Regions from separate parts of the Mus musculus genome. Here region 1 is linked to region 2. Evidence: chromatin contacts called from public ChIA-PET data. All regions are on one chromosome and are shown on one strand. Each heading gives the region's core, a stretch centred on a gene start, on an enhancer-like site or on the middle of the called end of the contact. The rest is flanking DNA. Distances are from core to core; before and after follow the strand shown.

Region 1 (3,958 bases), core at 1,350-3,849, 720 kb before region 2:
TAGTGCATAGCCTTTTTTGGATTGTCTATTTGGGTTTGTTGTTGTTTTTTGACGCGGCCTCAAGGCTAGCCTTGAGCTCTTGATCTTCCTGCCTCAGCTTCCAGAGTGCTGAGATTATAGGTGTTTAAGATCACATGTGAAGAGCCTACTTGTTAAGTTAGGCATGGGGCAATATCAAGATAGACATGTTATCCTCTTTACTTAGCTAAGAGTAAGCCTAGACATTTATTTTATCAAATAAATCTCCACCTGTCTCTGTCTGCAGAGTGCTGGGAACAAAGGCATGCATCCCCACATTGGCAAAGGGGTAAAGAGTAACTGCCTTTCCTTAGCGCCTACTATATGCCAGACATTATAAGTTTTCAATACTAAAGTAGACTAGCATACCCCCTATTTATATATAATATGGGAGGTTTAGAGAGATTTGAGAAAAGGTAGATAAATGTTTTGAAATGTATGAGACCCCTCTCTTGTCCTCTCCTGCAGCCATCATTTCAAATACACTGTCCAGAGCACAAGCTGTAGAAGTTTTAGGAGAGACAATGGAAAACAGTCAATGCCACCTGACAGGTCAAGGGCCAGGCCTGAATCTATCTCTTGTAAAGAGTGTACATTAGCTATGATAGTTTAACCAGTTGTCCATTTTGCTCCTCAGGGAGCTCATAGCCAGTGACTGAGTATCTCAGCCTCCTCAGTCCCTTGGTCATTGGAGCACCTGATATAGGGACCATAACCAATGTAGCACCAGCAGCACCCACATTATGCCCTTTTTTTTCTTCCAGAAGTATACCTTAGCCACCCCATACCCTTCTGCTTGTATAGGTTTCTATGCCCTGTAGTTGGTAGGCTTAGTGGTTATAAAATAATGCTAATATGGTGAAAATGTGCATTTGAGCCTGCTTAAGTTGAAATTTTTGTTGTTTTTTTGTTTGTTTGTTTGTTTTTTGAGACAGGGTTTCTCTGTATACCCTGGCTGTCCTGGAACTCACTTTGTAGACCAGGCTGGTCTTGAACTCAGAAATCCTCCTGACTCTGCCTCCCAAGTGCTAGGATTAAAGGCGTGCGCCACCATCGCCCAGTTTAAGTTGAGTTTTTTTTGTTTTTTGTTTTTTGGTTTTTTTGTTCATACAATACTGTGAACTAGACCCCCAGCCTAAGCCTAATCTCTGCTACACAGTAAAAGTGTGAATGGCTGTGTGAAAGTCTACCTGCGAGGAAACTGGATTAGACACACTGTGTTGTTGTCTTTCTGTGTAAAAAGGAACATTGATATGACTCACTACATACTTAAGGAGGGACATAGTAATCATTTTATCCTGAGGACATAGCTTAAACACTTGGGACTAACTTAGTCCTCTGTTTCTCATTTCTAGAAAAGAGAATATAGAGTTGATATCCCATAGGTCAGAAAATGTCTTCTCAGATGTGGGTTGCCAGTAGAAAAGCATTTGCCTGGAGCTTCCCAGGCTGGGCTTACTCGGTTCCTCTACTAATAGTGGACGTGATGTTTACAGTGAGATATATGCACTTGCATGCATGCACAACTTGTAACCAGGAAACGGAAAAAAAATCACTGACTTCTGGAGCATAACCTTCATAGAGGATAATATGAGTCTATGAAATACTCATTCATATATCCTGGAAGCATACCTAATAAAGCACTCGATAACTGTCCTTCTGAAGATAGCCCCTCTGGCACCCCACCCTTCCCCGTAGCTTCATATTGTTCTCAAGTTTAAGTGTAGTAGAACTCATGGCTTCCACCAGGTCTGACTTTCCACAAGGTGATAAGCCTTAGAGAGCTCAGTCCAGACAAGATAAGGACTGGCCATTTAGGAAGACAAAGTGGACAATATGCTACAGATAACCTACAGGGATTTATCTTTGATGGGTAATTACTTTTTTTTTTTTTTAGACTGGCCTGGAACTAATTATGGAGACCAGGCTGGCCCTAAACTCCACCTACCTCTACCTCTCAAGTGCTAGGAATAAAAAGTGTGCACACCACATCTAGCAAAAGTATCTGGGAGCCTACTATGTGCCAGGCATTAGTTCCTAATTTTTCAACATTAAAATAAGACAAACATAACACCCCACCCTATTTATATAGAACATAGGAGGTTCAGAGACAGTAAATGTTAAAAAAAAAAAAAATCACAGCCAGTGGCAATGTTGCAATTTAAACCGAAGAAGAGTATGCAAACCACAAAAAAACCAACCAACCAACAACAACAACAAAAAAAAAACCAAACAAACAAAAAAACCCCACCTTATGCCTAAGCAAAAGCTGACACATAGTAGGTGTTCAGAAAATATTTGGGTAAAATTTTTACAAGGGTGAGGCACCATTTTCTCCTGGGATGTCCAATGCATTCCTAGAAGTAACAGAAAGCAAGCCCCACTGTCCAGGCCGCAGCTTGGGACGTGAAGATCGACCACCCCAGCCAGACCTAGAGGCCGGCGGTCGCCGTCAGATTTCTTTGGGGGAGGCGGTGGCCCCCAGCCTGGAGTGGCCCCCGTCCAGCCCTGCAGGCGGGCAGGAGCTCCGAGGCCATTGGCTGGCGCGCCGGCTGCGAAGGGCGGGGAGCGCCACCGAAGGGGACTGTTTGCTCCTACGGGCTGTAGATGGAGCTGTCCGGCCCCGGCAAGGGGGAAGGCGCCTGGAAAACGTTCTTCTTCTCCCTGGCCGGCCCGAGCGGGGAACAGCACTCCCAGGATGCAGTTTGTGTCAACACGGCCGCAGCCTCAGCAGCTGGGCATCCAGGGTTTGGGGCTGGACAGCGGGAGCTGGAGCTGGGCCCAGGCTCTGCCCCCGGAGGAGGTCTGCCACCAGGAGCCGGCGCTACGCGCGGAAATGGCCGAGGGAATGCCGCCCATGCAGGTGGGTGCAGCGCCCGCGGGCGCCATGGCCGCGCCGCTGCCGTGGGGGCGGGGCGGGGCCGGGCCTCGGGGAGCCTCGCGGCTGCCGGGGCCCCGGGCGAACGGCGGAGCGGGCCTGGTGCAGGCCCGGAGCGCCAGGCCCTGCCGCGCTGCCACGGTGCCGCTGTCCGGGCCGGTGCGGCCGGGACCCGGGGCCCGCAGGATGCGGAAGCCGGGGCTGTGTTGCCCGGGACCTAGCGCGGTAGTGGCCGCTTCACTGAGCAGGGACTCGGGTTCCTCTTGGCGTCCGACCCGCCTGGGTTTGCGGCAGGCCTATTCCCGGCCCACAGAGGGAACAGTTTAACCATGTTTACACTGTAGCCAGTTTAATAAAAGGGTTTAAAGCTGTTTTATTGCTGTCTTTTTCCGACTATAAAGAGCAGCCCACTTTTCCTCTGTAGAACGGATGAGCCAGGGAAGGGACTGGGAGGGGACTTTGTCATCTTGGGTTGGCAAACTTGCCTGCATATTGGAATCGCCAGAGCAGCCTAAGACAACTGACTACGCCCAAACCGCATCCCCGAGCGTTGTCTTGGGGTCCTGGGGGTGAGAGAGAAGGCTCCAGTTGTTTCTTTAGGCTCCGTAGGAGATCTCAGGGTGCCTAGGACTTAGCTGGCACGGCCTTGGGTATACAGCACAAGGAGAAGGGTTAACGTGGTTTAACATCATTGTCTCAGAAGGGAGACTGAGTTACCTGAAGACTGGACTCTGAAGAAGCCACCCCTGTGTTCCCATTTGATTCTCAGTCAGGACTTAAGACTTGACAAGTCAATATGAAGACCTTTGGTTGTTTTTGAGCAAAATGACCAACTGTAGGTCTTCAAACCTGCGGAAATGCAACCAGCCTCAGACTTCCTACACTTCCATTGTCAGTCTTATCCCCTTCTCTGAACAAGGCCCCGGTGAAGCCTCCATAAGCCCAGTGGATGGCACTGACAGCCATCCAGCCACCAGGACCCAGCAGGGGCTGGCATTCCTAGGGTCCTGTTGTTCTCACTCCCATGTCAGAGAGGAATTCTCAGATGCTGTGGGGTAGTCT
Region 2 (4,003 bases), core at 1,232-3,731:
CTTTTCTGGGGTCAGCTCAGAGTCAGCAGGTCCCCTAAGCTCAGGTGGTGGTGGTTTGATTTTTGTCTGGCAGGGCCTCCCTGGTTGGTCTGCTGAGTCACAGATAGCTTCACACACAGCTGCCTGCTCTTCTTGTCAGGTACCAACAGGCCCTCTCGCCTGTCATTTCTGCACCAGTCCCCAAACAGAGGAGTGCAAAAGAACAACTGTTTGTTTTGTGAATGGACTTTGCTAAGTTCTATCTGATCCCACCTGATGGGCTGCTCCGGGCGCTCTTGCTCTCCCTTCAAATTCATGTAAACACCTGCAGCTCTTGCTCTCCCTTCAAATTCATGTAAACACCTGCACACGGTCCTGGAATACTAATTACTAGAAGCTGAGATTCGGGTCTGTTTCTGCCTCCTTTTGTCTTAAAGATGTGTGTGTATGTTGTATTTTCCTTCATGTATGTTTGTGTACATGTGTGTACCCGGAACCCATGGAGGCCAGACCAGGGAAGGGTATTAGACTCCCTGGAACTGGAGTTATAGATGGTTGTGAGTCACCATGTGAATTCTAGGAATCAAACCCAGGTCCTCTGCAAGAGCAGCATGTGCTCTTAACTGCTGAGCCATCTCCCCAGCTCACCCTTTCAGCCTTGACCACCACTGTATAAAAAAGAAATTAGTGTGCTGGTTTTGGTCACATAATACTGGGTTTGGGGAGATGGCTTGGCTTGTAGAACATATATGCCTTGCAAGCATGAAGACTGGAGTGTTGCTTCCCAGAGGCCATAACAAAAGCTGAGTATGGTGGGTCACAATCCCACAGATACTGAGATCCCAGTATCTTGCTGGCCACCTCAGTGAACCTAGCCTATTTGATGAAGTTCCAGCTAATTAGAGACCTTGTCTCAAACAAGATGGAAGGTGCCTGAAGATGCATAATGTGACCCCCTGGCCCCCACATGCACCAACCCCCCCTCACAGATTTTATAATATAGACTCTGTGTATGTGCATCAATACATAGTTTGCTTTTTTTCTTTCTTTTTAAACATTTTTAAAAATTATTTATTTATTTATTTATTTATTTTTTGAGACAGGATCTAATACAGTTCCAGGCTGGCCTTGAACGAACTATCTCAGTGTGTAAGATAGGCTAGCCTTCACTTACTGTGCTTCATTCTTCCACTTCTGGAACAGCCTTGGTCCTGAGTGTCAGTCTGGAGAGTCTGTCACTCTGGATAGGAAGTGTTGTTCCTGGGCCACACTAGCTGGTGGAGGATCTGAAACTAGAATGCTGCTCTGAGAGGTAGGAATGAAAATCCAGAAAGGCACATAAGCAGGTGGGAAAACTCACTCATCTATTTCACAGGCAAACACATCAAAGTCCAGAAACAGAAAACTCTCTCTTGTGATGACTGCACATGAATTTAGTGGAAAATGGCTAGAAACTTGGCCCCAGTTTCCACAATGCTTGACAGCTGAACAGCAGCTGGGGGCCTAGAGGCTTGAACAGTTACAGATTGGTGCCATGGTAGGGGTTACAGGACATCCATCCTGGTCCCAAATGCACCTCCAAAGTAGCTCTGGAGAGAAAATGCAGTATCTTTCCAGTTGACCCCACTGTGATTACCCAGCTGCGACCAAACTCAAGGCAGAGGTGGGAGGAATTCTATCAGATGTATAGGAAAGGGTGGGAATGAAAACACTTTCCTGGAGGTGTTTGGGAACCAATCACCCTTCTTGGCAGTCTGGACCTGGTTAGCAGCTAGAAGATATTTCACTCAACAGAACCTTAGTGCATAGTGAAATTAGATGCGGTTAGGTAACCTCTTCAGACCTGTTTTCTCAGCTAGAAAAAGCTCCCCGAATGCAATGATTTCCAAAGCCACTTGCAAACAGCTCCAAACATAATTTATCATGACTCAGTGTGGTCTGATGATATGCTGGCTGATGATGGCTCACTGTACCCTCACGAGGCAAAAGAGCCCTGCAATGTGCAATAGGCAAGTGTGAGCAATGCCGCCTAAACATAGCTTTCAGGGAGTAAAGAAAAAGAGCCACAATAAAGTAGATATACTCTCCAGAGGGGTCCTAAAAGTGCTGTGTTCTATTTGGCCCGCGATGGCTTCCAAGCAAGGAAACCTAATGGCACCTCACTACCGTGGTACCCCGCACCTACGCCGCGAGTTCAGATATCAATACGCGCTTGTGCGGGAGGCAGAGCGCTCAAAGGTGGGCAGATCCGAGGCACCTGGTGGACGGGCACAGCAACTATGCTCCGCGGGGCACAGAGCATTAGGGGGCCACCTCTTCCACCCCAGCAGTGTTCAGCTCACTGATTTTTTGCTTAGGGCCGCGCGGCCGCAGGCGAGGTCAGACCCTGGCTATTGGCTCCGGAGAACAAAGGGGCCGCCCCGCGGGCTGCACCAATAGGGCCGGGAGTGTCATCTGAGCCGTTCAGCCAATCCGCAGCGGGGCGGTGCAGGGCGACCAGCCAATCACACGCGTCCGCCTGCCCCGCCTGCCCCGGGACTGGCCATGGCCCGGAGCCCGGTACCCAAGTCGCCCCTTGGGTAGCCGTTCCCGTTAACCTTAGCCACAAAGTCAAAGGTATTTATTTCTCAGGCCCCCTCCCTCCGAGTCCTGTGCAATTCTGGCGGGGAGGGGCGGTGCAGGGACGGACCAGCGCCGGGTCGCTGTTCCCGTGCTGCTCCGGTGTACCGGGCTGTAGAGGAAGGATGGGTCCCGGGCCTTGAGGCGCCCTGAGTCCCGCGTGCACCTCAGCTCTGGGTCCCAATTTTCTGTACCACCAGCACCCTTCCTAGCTCAGTTGGGAGGGACCTGAGGTTGGCTGGGAGGTCAACAGGCCAGGGCAGTAAGGTCAGGAGGGTAGGACTGTTGAAGAGCCAAGAGGACCTACTGAGCCATCTGGTTGTTCTGAGCTCCCTGTCTGTGTCTGCTTCCGTGTAGAAGAGCTTCTGGGGGCAGCAATCCCAGTGTTGGCTACAAGCGATTCTGCGAGGCGGGATGAGGGTGGAGACGGAGAACAAGCAAAAGGAAAGCACGCAGAAGTTACAACTGTGTGCGCGTCTTCGGGGGTGGTTACTGAGACTTCTTTCAAGTAAAATGACCGCAGCAGTCTCAGTGGGTGTGGTGTCTGGCGACACAGAGTCCGAATGGTCTCTAGCAGCAGTGGCAAGTTGGGTGTGGTCACCTGAGGTTGGAGACAAGTGACAGGCTCTGCATTTTTATTTGTTTGTTTTTGGTTTTTAGTTGTGTTAATAACATGAAAACATCCCATAGCATTTGTGTCCTGTCAGTTCCGAAGCTCCATGATTCTGTGCTTCTACCACTCAGTTGTGGCTGACGTTTATGTAAATGAGCCCTCATAACCGTGTTTTGTAATGGTTTACAAGGCTGGGGTCTGGACTGTGTGCTAGGGATAGAGGCATCCTGTATTAGGATGCGTTTGGTCTTCTGGTGGTAACAGAAAGCATGGATGATGACAGTTACCCCACAGGTACTTGTTTGGATGACACATAGCTAAACAGTAGTTTTGAGTTTCCCAAAGATGTCTGTCTCTGGCAAAGTGACCCCTGATTTGGACCAGGGAGGGGGTGTATGGGCAAGGTCACTGCAAGACAGACAAGTTATAGGTATGCAGGTGTGTGAGGACATAACAAATCTAGATATTGGGGACAATGGGGAAAGCTAACCAAAGACTATGTTTTGAATGGCCTTGCCAAGACATTTTTGTCTAAATTTCCAAGTGTTGGAGAGCTCTTGAAGTATGTCAAGGGGGTAAAATGTCAAAATTTCAGTTTTAGAAAAATCAGTTTGGATCTGGGTGGTGGTGGCCCACACCCTTAATCCCAGTACTCAGGAGGCAGAGGCAGGCAGATCTTTGAATTCGAGGCCAGCCTGGTCTACTGAGTGAGTTCAGGAGTCAGGGCTACAGAGAAACCCTGTCTTAGGGAGAAAGGGCAAGAGAGAAAGAAAGAGAGAGAGAGAGAGAGAG

Evidence for each region. ChIA-PET counts read pairs in DNA pulled down with a chosen protein or histone mark.
Region 1: an RNA polymerase II ChIA-PET map of memory CD8 T cells shows a contact between it and region 2, with 7 read pairs. The contact joins the promoter of Zfp282 here to the promoter of Zfp775 in region 2. A contact is called at or near these places in 6 of 39 promoter capture datasets (cranial neural crest, hippocampal neurons, liver and 2 more) and 1 of 115 datasets of contacts at active chromatin or transcription factors (memory CD8 T cells).

The regions. Positions count from the first base shown.
Region 1 is chr6:47,874,956-47,878,913 of GRCm38.p6, forward strand. It overlaps Zfp282 (zinc finger protein 282), which reads left to right and starts at 2,600. Exons shown (of 8, transcript NM_146175.3): 1 at 2,600-2,881. The coding sequence starts at 2,717.
Region 2 is chr6:48,599,526-48,603,528 of GRCm38.p6, forward strand. Zfp775 (zinc finger protein 775) reads left to right here and starts at 2,482. Exons shown (of 3, transcript NM_173429.3): 1 at 2,482-2,595.